Linked DNA regions of Mus musculus: regions 1 and 2 are each linked to region 3. A link is a contact called in public HiChIP or PLAC-seq data. All regions are on one chromosome and are shown on one strand. Each heading gives the region's core, a stretch centred on a gene start, on an enhancer-like site or on the middle of the called end of the contact. The rest is flanking DNA. Distances are from core to core; before and after follow the strand shown.

Region 1 (2,870 bases), core at 97-2,596, 1.0 Mb after region 3:
CCTTTTCAGTAATGCATGCTGTTCTAGATTCTGTGGCAAATTACAGAACTATTTTAGGATTAAATTAGCTGGAAGGCATTGCTGCAGGAATAGACTTTTGTTGCCTGTTGCCCTAGCAATGTGTTCTCATTTCCTTTGCCAGTTGGTTTCTCCGTGGCTTGAGCAAAGCTGAGTCCCTTGAAAAGTCATTCACCCACCCCACCCCATCCCTGGGTGTGAGCAAGCCCGTGGCTTTCCCCAGGAATCGGGTATATTCCTGCCCTTCATCTGTACATTTTCATTTCAAATAAGGGAAGAGAGCATTAATTATTTGGAACTTGTGTTTATCAGCAGACTCACCACTGGCCTATATAATTCTCCTTTGGTTGTGTAACATGTGAGCCCACAATAAAAGCCCGACTCCTGATAGATACATTTGTCTCTACAACACCCATCAGCCCAACCCTTTTCGTTACACTGAAGCATTGCTGACAATCTTGTACTGATTTATGATTTCTCATCAACCTCAGGCTGTAAGATCCCTATTTTCCTATTTACTGTAATTTTTCCCAGTGAATGTTTATCATGAATTTGAATACATTGATAAGTCCTTTTTGGCCAAGAAAGAGAATTCAATTCTGTTCTTAGTATAGTTTTAACTCACTTTATGGATCAGTTGCCTTCATAAAGATTTTGGCTTATGGAATCAATTTTCTTTTAGTACATTGATTTTTTTCTGCTGACATGCAATTTAAATCGGAGCTGTGTTTTCTGGTGCAATAATGGCCTAAAGACATAGCAAAATCACACTGATGATTGCAACAGTCCCCTTGAGGGGACTCAAATATTGGTGTGATGCTAAAAGCAAGCTAATTAATTAAACATGATTAGGACTAGCTTCATGTTTGAGCAAATGGATCCAAGGTGTAATGAAAAGAATCTGTGGTACTTTAGCTGAACAAAACATGTTGACAAGACCCTGAGTTCTCCAATGTCCTCCTACATGAAACTCCTCTTTTGCTTCAATGGTTTGTTGTCCATGTTTGGTTGGTTTGGTTTGGTTTTCTGGATCATATTATACATTGAAGGAGAGAATCAGAAACAACAAAAATACCTAAAAGCAAGTAAAATGAATTTGAGAATATGCCTACTGAACCATTCCTTTGACCATGAGTGTGAACTCCTTATACCTATGTGTTCTGGGAAAGAAAGCATCATATTATTTCCCTTGTTTCTTGAAGACATACACTAAGCCATAAAGGACCCGAAGAGATTTGTGCCAGCGTCAAAGATTGGAATGGTGCAGAGATGGTGATTCATTCTTAGCACTTCGCCACTGGAATTCCTTTAGGGTTAGTCAGGACTCTAGGTAACTTGGGGAGAACAGCTAGCCTTTTGTAAGCTCAGTTACACAAGGATGCCAATTGTAGCTGTTATTCAGATGTGATATTGCTGCCAAATATGTCTGAGGAGGTCTCTGGTCTTGTGCCTTTATTGATTTATTTATTGTGCTTCTCTTTTGTACCAATTGAATCGTCTTCACCTGAGAAAGAAAGTAGTATACTTAACTACATCCCTCCCTTATTTGGGGCTATGTCAATTTCCCGTTCTCTGTCAGAACAGAAGGTGAGAAGGGGTTGATCACTTTGATAGCTCACTGGAGAATGGATGGACCAATCACAGTATCGCTATTATTCTAAATGAGTACCGTGGGTAGCAGACAGCAAGGGCCTATGTGCATTAGTAAATATGAACATGTTAGAAGGCAGGAAATAGATATCATTGCCAGCGCCAATATTTGTCAGAGTTCCTGATGGAAAGTTAAAGAGTAGAGTTAGTAAGTCCAAACTTGAAGGTAGTTTTTAGAGGCTATGTATGAACTGAATGACCTAGTTAAGAAAACAAGTCCAGGTTTATGGGTTTCCAGGAACTAACATGAGTGGGTGGCCCTTAGGAACACTCCTAGGCTTGAAAGGGAAACAAATTTCCATTGTTAGAAAGCTGACAAGAACTGCAGAATAGAAAAGCAGCAATCAGTAGGAGGTATGACTGTGGAAAACAGCAGCCTCAGAGATCTTGTGGGTGCAGTAAGTGTGGAATTACTCAGCCTGTTTCTCCTTTTATTCTCTAGCCTCTTGCTTGTGGTGTTAGAAGTTCTCAGCTAACTGGCAGCCACTGGAACCACAAGCTAACTTGGACAGATAATGTCTGTAAAGATTCTGGCTTGGGACTTCATTGTAGAGTAAGCTGGAAGGCCTGTCTTCCTAGGAACCGCTAATACATTCAGAGCTCTTTCTCTGGAGCTGGTTTTGTTTCTTCAAGATCAGTGTCCAACATATGCCTAACCATAGAGACTGAAAGGTTCCTGGGAGCAAAGCAGGGGAATTCAATAGCAGTGTTCAGAAAGCATATGATCTTTTCTAGGTTAACGATGTGTTCACCGTGTGCAACATTCCCCTAGCCAAAAGAACATTTAGGAGAATTAGGGAGTACCATTCAGTATTGAGCAGGTCTATATATTTCCTATGAATTCCACTTTAATTGTGACCCCAATTTCCTCTACTTTTTCTTGTGATTTTAACACTTGAGGTTAAGTATGTTCTTTAATTTTCAAATAGTTGGTTATACATTCTACATATGTCTGGAAAGAGTACATATTTTCCAATTATTGGGTGGGATATCTTATAACTATTAGATAAAATCTGGTAAGTCTTTGTATCCATTGATTTTGCAGTCTTATTTTTGAGATAGGGTCTCGCTACGTAGCCCAGGCTGTCCTGAACTTACTTAACCTTGAACTCATGGTAATCTTCCTGCTTCAGCTTCCTGAGTGGTGGAGTTCCAGGCACAAGCCACCATTCCTGACTTCACTGATTTTCTGTCAGTCTTTT
Region 2 (3,151 bases), core at 208-2,707, 1.5 Mb after region 3:
ACAGCTTATTGGGCCAGTGACAGTTAGACGAGTGAAGCGTTTGTTGCTAAGCCTGACAACCTGAGTTTGATCTCCAAGGTCCACAAACAGGAGAGAATTCATGCAAGTTGTCCTTCTGACCACAGATGCATGGCATGGCATGGCATAGCATGGCATGGGTCCAACAGTGCACACACACAAAAGTAACTGGGGAGCAGGGGGTGGAGGTGAGGATCCTGAGACTTTAGCAAAAGTGAGTGATTAAAACAACACAAAACAAAAAACTTCAACCAACTCTGGTTTCTCAATTTGCTTGTTAAAAAAACAGCTTTGTTTTGTCAAGGACAAATGTTGATGTTGGGTGGGTAATGTCTACTCTGCTAAAGAGATCAGAAACTGCGAAAATGTCGGGCAGCAGGCCTCTTCGTAAATTGCTGGATACAGAAGGATCCTATGAAGCCTATTTCTAAACTTGGCCTGACTGTCTCCCTAATGATTCGTTTGAAATGTTCTGACTGCCCACCCCAGCCTGACAGGATAGTGTGTTCCCCTCCCCCACATACTGCTTGTTTAAAACACGACAGATTACCAGATCGGTGGCACAGTATTTAAGTAGGGAGCCTGGTATCCTATTCCTAGCACTGTAAAACAAAACAAAAACCCACGGCAACATAGGGAGGCACGTCTGATCATCACCACCGAGACTGCATTCTAACCACGTGTCTTTCTTATCCAGAATAAAATGGGTATGCCCTTGTCCCAACACGTTGTAACTTACCTTTATTTCCGTAGCTGCAGTTTCATGTCTCCTGCGATCGCACTGACCGCGGCCACCCTTGACCTTAATGCCATAGACAGCTCGAAGCTGCTGCAGCAGGGCCAATCTGACCAGTCTCTGATCCCACATCCCGAACACGTCGCCTACTCTCCGAGGCCGACTCCGGGTCCTGACTTTCTTTGCCACCAACCAACTCTTCCACTTGCCAAACGCCCTCAGGCTCGCTCTGCTCCGCTGCCTTCCAGCCACCTCTGGCACTCTTCCTCCACTTTCCCTCGATCCACTTACACAGACCTTCTTCTCTCGCGCCTCTCTTCACTCTTGTTTCACTTCCACCAGCCTTCTTTCCGGGTCGCTCAGCCCTGTCAGTTACTTCCACAAACTTCCCTTTTTTCTGACTCTTCCGTTTCCCCAGACTAACGCCTGCAGCTAGTTTCTCGCTTCCGGACACTTCCACTTATCCTCTTCCCCGCAGGGTGGCCTTCCCCGCTCTGATTTCTTGAGATGGAAATGCAACCTTAAGCTACTCCCTCCAGCCGGGCCAGCCGGCTGCTCAGGGATCCCCAGTCCCGGTCCCTGCCCGGGCTGGTCCCCGCCGTCACCCCGTCTCACACGCAGCCTTTCCCCTAGCCCATCAGCCTTGCCTGTGGCCCCGGCCCGCTAAAGCTTAGTGACTCGGCTCCGCCAGCGCCCCACCTTCTCGGCACACATCAGACCCGACGCGACCGCACCTGAGCAGTGGCTCAAATGCCAGCGCCAAACAGCGCTCCGCATCCGATTGGCCCGCTCCTGTTTTCAAAATGAGGACCCTTTGGGGTGGCCAGGAGCTGCCTGTCTAAAAGGTTCCGGCAAAGCCGAAAGCACAGCGAGCGTTGAGATCAGGGTTAAGAAATGTGAAGAGAGTGAGTTCCTCTTTCTCTTTGCCTATTTCTTTGGAAGAAAAATGTCAAAAACGTGTTCAAATATGTTTGCTTTGCTCTTCGGACAATATACTTCGGAGATCCGAATAGACAGCTCATAACCTCCCCCCACTTCCGCCCTTTCATTTCTCCACTAAAGCTAAAGGTCCCGTCATAGGGAAAACCGATTCTACGGAAGGCGGGAGGAGTCAAGTTTAGTTATGAATCACAAACGCCGTTTGTTGTTGTTGTTGTTGTTGTTTGTTTTGTTTTGTTTTTGAGACCCGGACCCAAGGTCTTAGAAGGGAATTGGAACTGTGAGCCATTGGTCCTTCTTTGGGAGACTGGTGGTATTATTAAATTTTCTTACATAAGGTAATTAAGGTAATTAAGCACAACAAAGATGACTTGTCACGAGAGAGTAGTGGAGGAATACGGAGCTGTAGGAGGCAGCTGCAGCAATAGTTTACCTCTGTGGGACTTGGTTAAAGGACCAGAAGTCCTGTTTGCCATTGCCATTACTGAAACCTCAGCTGTCTGATTTAAATGCATGACATCACCTTCTCCTCTTGTTTCCCAGAGCTGCCTTTCCTTTTCCAAACACCAGTAATCCTACTCTCTCTCTCTCTCTCTCTCTCTCTCTCTCTCTCTCTCTCTCTCTCTCTCTCTTTCTCTCTCTCTCTCACACACACACACACATGAGAGAGAGAGAGAGAGAGAGAGAGAGAGAGAGAGAGAGAGAATGTGTATGCATTCAGTCATAACTATAAAAATAACTTATGTTGTGTATATCCTTCTCTAGGCCACGTTGTTCTGGTTCTTCGATGGCTAAGAATTCCTTTTAAGGTGCTTAGGTTAGCTTTTGAATATTAAATAGTGCTTTCTATTTACATCCATGTATGTATGCACTGGATAGTTTTTATGTCACCTTGACACAAGCTAAAATTATCTGAAGGGAGGGAACCTCAAGTGAGGAAAATGCCACACGTTCCAGCTGTAGGGTATTTTCTTACTAAGTAATTGATGGGGAAGACCCATCCCATTGTGAGTGGTGCCATCCATGGGCAAGTGGTTTTCGGTTTTGTAAGAAATCAGTTTGAGAAGGCTATAATGAGTAAATCAGGAAGTAGCACTCCTCCATGGCCTCTGCATCAGTTATTGCTTTCAGGTTCCTGTCCTGTTTGAGTTCCTTTCCTGGCTTCCTTCAATGATGGACAGTGATGTGAATATATAACGCTAAATATCTCTTTCTTCACCATGTTGCTTTTGGTCAGTGCTTCATCACACTGATAGTAACTAATTGGGAACAGAAGTTGGTCCCAGGGAGTAGGGTATCATTGTGACAGGCTTGGCCATGCTGTTATAGGAATATGGTAGATGTTAGGACTTTGGACTAGAAAGGTAGTTGAACATTTGAAATGGATATTACTGGGTCTTCTTATTGGGAACATGGAACACAATGGTGCTGAGAGCAATGTAGATGATGATGGCCCAG
Region 3 (2,963 bases), core at 346-2,845:
CGTTACGCTTCTATTTTAAAGCACCACCACCTACTTGGTAGAAGTCATGTTTAGGAAGTATTCTCTCTGGCCTGGTTCCTCTCACTGGCTCACCCAGATGGAGCTTGCAGGTGTGGCTACACATAGAGGCATGTGCCTGCTTGTGCTTGGTATCATCTGAGCAGCTCTCAAAGACATTGCTCACACAAAGTAGTCTAGAAATATTTTCCCATTCCCATAACTGGCTGCTTCAATGTTTTCATTGTTACTTTTTTTTTTTTTTTTTTTTTTGATTAAAGCTAGGGCCCTGTTGTTGCAGAGGACAAATATATGACATTATACTTAACTAATGGCCTCTTAGCTCTGAATATCCACATCGTTTAGAATATAGCTTTCATGACCTCACTCAGTGTGGTGTATTGCAAATACCACTCTTTCTGACTTTCCAAGCCACCTCCTGTTGTCTATAACACCTGGAGACAAGTCTGCTAGGTGCATAGGAAATCCTTAAACATGTTGATGAACTTAACTTAAGCAGCCATTTCCTTAAGACCTAAGAGTTCTTTCAGGAGCATATAAAAAAGTGAGCCACGGGATGTATGAGGAAGACTTGCATCAAATGCCCTACTTGCTTGGCTGCTGTACTGGGGACAACAACCACAGAAGACAAACTTAGTCTTATCTTTGCTACCCTTGACCAGTGGCTTAACCTGAGCAGGCTCTGGTCAAGGGAATTGCCCTCAGTAACTAAAAATATGTCAGGGGCAGAACCAATTCTAATCTTTTGTTGTTGTTTGTTTGTTTGTTTTTCGAGACTAGTTTTCTCTGTGTAGCCCTGGCTGTCCTGGAACTCACTCTGTAGACCAGGCTGGCCTCGAACTCAGAAATCCGCCTGCCTCTGCCTCCCAAGTGCTGGGATTAAAGTCGTGCACCACCCTGCCCGGCCCAATCCTAATCTTATAGTCTTGTTCCCAACCGAAGAAGACTGAGCTTGCTTTCTGAGGAGAGGACCTATATTATACACATTTGTCTGAAGACTGTTGCAGCAGTCTGTGAGTTTTTGGGTAGGGAGGGTGCTGGGAGTTGCAAATTTTTCGGTTTTTTTTTTTTTTTTAAATAATAAAGTTGATAAAAATTGTTAAAAGAGATTCTGGAAGTGTGACACGTAACAGAAAACAAGACAGTCAGAAATTATGTAGTGTTTACCAGGAGCCACATACTCTCCAAATTACTTTGTATGTATTAACCCATTTGCTATCCCCAGCAATACTGAGGCAGATGCATTTTCCTCATTTCCATTTTACAGATGAGGAATTCAAAAGCACACCGTTTTGTGACTCGTCCAAAGTGGCACAGTTCCAGAGTCCACGCTTTTAACCACTATACCCTGGTGGTTTAAATGAAAATGAATATTCATCTTCTCCTGAACGATTTTAACAGCAGATTGCCCCACGTGTAGATTGTCCCTTACCCGCAGGTCCACTGTTCTTGTGGCAAAGCGTCGGACGCACCTGTGGACACGAGGGGGCGCCGCCGCCCCGCACCCTGGTCCCCCTCCGGCAGGCATCCGAGGGGGCGGAGTCTGAGCTGGGTGGGGCCCGGCTGGCCGCCCACGGGGTAGCTATCCCGGCGGGCCGCGCGCGGCGGTGTTTGAATGGCTGTGAGTGGGGCCCGGCTGGGGATCCGAGGGACGCTCCGAGCTGCCGGGAGCGGTTCATCAGCACAGTGGCTGAGCTTGGGCGCTGCGGTACCATGAGGCGCCGGTAAGTGACGGCCGGACCCGGTTGGGGCCTTCGCTGCTGCTCGCGCGGCGGGCTTCTTGAGCAGCTGGCCGGGCCCACCTGCAGGCCCCGCGGCAGCGGCCTTTCCGGGGCTGGGCGGCGGGGTCGGGGCGGGACGCAGGCGGGTGGGGCCCCCGGTCTCCCGCGGAGCCCCCGGGCGAGCGGTTGTCTGGAGGTTGGAGCTGCAGGCCTCGGGGGTCCTGGCAGGAGAGGCATGGATCAAACCTACTGTCATTTATTTATCTTCGGGTGGAGTCGACATCTGCACCCTACGGGGAAAGACGGGGCGCGTGAGAAGATTGCTCTGCGAGGACAGGTTTTCCCCAGAGCAGCCTAGGCCCGGCTGAGGCATTTCCTTATTTTTCTGAGGAATTTTTGAGTCCCAGACAGATCGGCTTTTGTTTCTAAGGACAGAAACTTGACATAGCCGCATAAGAATCATTGACTGCAACTTTTAAAACCTCGTTGTGCTTTCTGAAAAGTTATTCCGTAATTGTACCTAGGTGCTTAACTGAGCTTAGGCATGGAGATAACAAAGAGTTGATTTGTTTTGTACTGGCTTCTAAAGTCCCTTGAAAACAGCTATATCAATTTCTTGGCAGATCTGGAGAAAAAAGTAACTGGAAGAGATAATTCTATAATTATTGCCGATTTCGTACTTAACGAGCTCGCTGAGACACCAGTCCACCTAATATCTGAAACTTTATACAAAATCATTCAGGATTTTTCCTCTCTCATATATTTTTGGTTGTGAGCCTAGCCTTTAACGGCTGAGCCATCTCTCCAGCCCTCTTCTCTCTTTCAAATCAGCTTCTTCAAGTCAGAAGTTTATGCATGGAGGCTTTTTGCTTGGATAGTAGCTGGACTTGTAATAAGCCATAACGAGTAATAACTTACTTATTTTGTTTTCTGTGTGCTAAGAGTTGTTTTAAGAGTGCTGCTTTGGAATAGGTAGTATTATCATCATTTTGACACGGGAAAAAGGCACGGGGAAGTCATCTTAGGTAGGGTTACATAGTTATTTGCTCCACAAAGCCACAGGGCCGCCTCCTCTGCCTTGATCTTACTAATGTCCAAAGTGTTGTTTCATTTGCTTGAGCTTCGGAGATATTTATGTGCGTACGCCTCTGTGTACACTACACATGAATGAATCCACACACCAACCACATTCCCTGCTCGTATTGACCACGATTAATTTTTGTG

Evidence for each region. HiChIP or PLAC-seq counts read pairs in DNA pulled down with a chosen protein or histone mark.
Region 1: an H3K27ac HiChIP or PLAC-seq map of the NIH/3T3 cell line shows a contact between it and region 3, with 4 times the contacts expected there. The contact joins the enhancer-like site here to the promoter of Katnbl1 in region 3. A contact is called at or near these places in 2 of 39 promoter capture datasets (the 3T3-L1 cell line and embryonic stem cells) and 5 of 115 datasets of contacts at active chromatin or transcription factors (the NIH/3T3 cell line, astrocytes, bone marrow-derived macrophages and 2 more).
Region 2: an H3K27ac HiChIP or PLAC-seq map of embryonic stem cells shows a contact between it and region 3, with 5 times the contacts expected there. The contact joins the promoter of Arhgap11a here to the promoter of Katnbl1 in region 3. A contact is called at or near these places in 2 of 39 promoter capture datasets (the 3T3-L1 cell line and embryonic stem cells), 5 of 115 datasets of contacts at active chromatin or transcription factors (astrocytes, bone marrow-derived macrophages, embryonic stem cells and 1 more) and 1 of 9 other capture datasets (liver).

Annotation. Positions count from the first base shown.
Region 1 is chr2:113,419,580-113,422,449 of GRCm38.p6, forward strand. All of the region lies in intron 2 of Fmn1 (formin 1), which reads left to right. Among named protein-coding and RNA genes, the nearest start is that of Gm13963, 29 kb to the left of the region's middle. Within about 2 kb of position 1,347, at least 74 of the 459 cell types and tissues checked have an H3K27ac peak or open chromatin away from gene starts, as enhancers often do. A contact at or near this core is called in the NIH/3T3 cell line and astrocytes, where this site is marked.
Region 2 is chr2:113,847,204-113,850,354 of GRCm38.p6, forward strand. Arhgap11a (Rho GTPase activating protein 11A) reads right to left here and starts at 1,458. Exons shown (of 12, transcript NM_181416.3): 1 at 758-1,458. The coding sequence starts at 886.
Region 3 is chr2:112,377,616-112,380,578 of GRCm38.p6, forward strand. Katnbl1 (katanin p80 subunit B like 1) reads left to right here and starts at 1,596. Exons shown (of 10, transcript NM_024254.3): 1 at 1,596-1,742. It also overlaps a transcript of Emc4 not described here.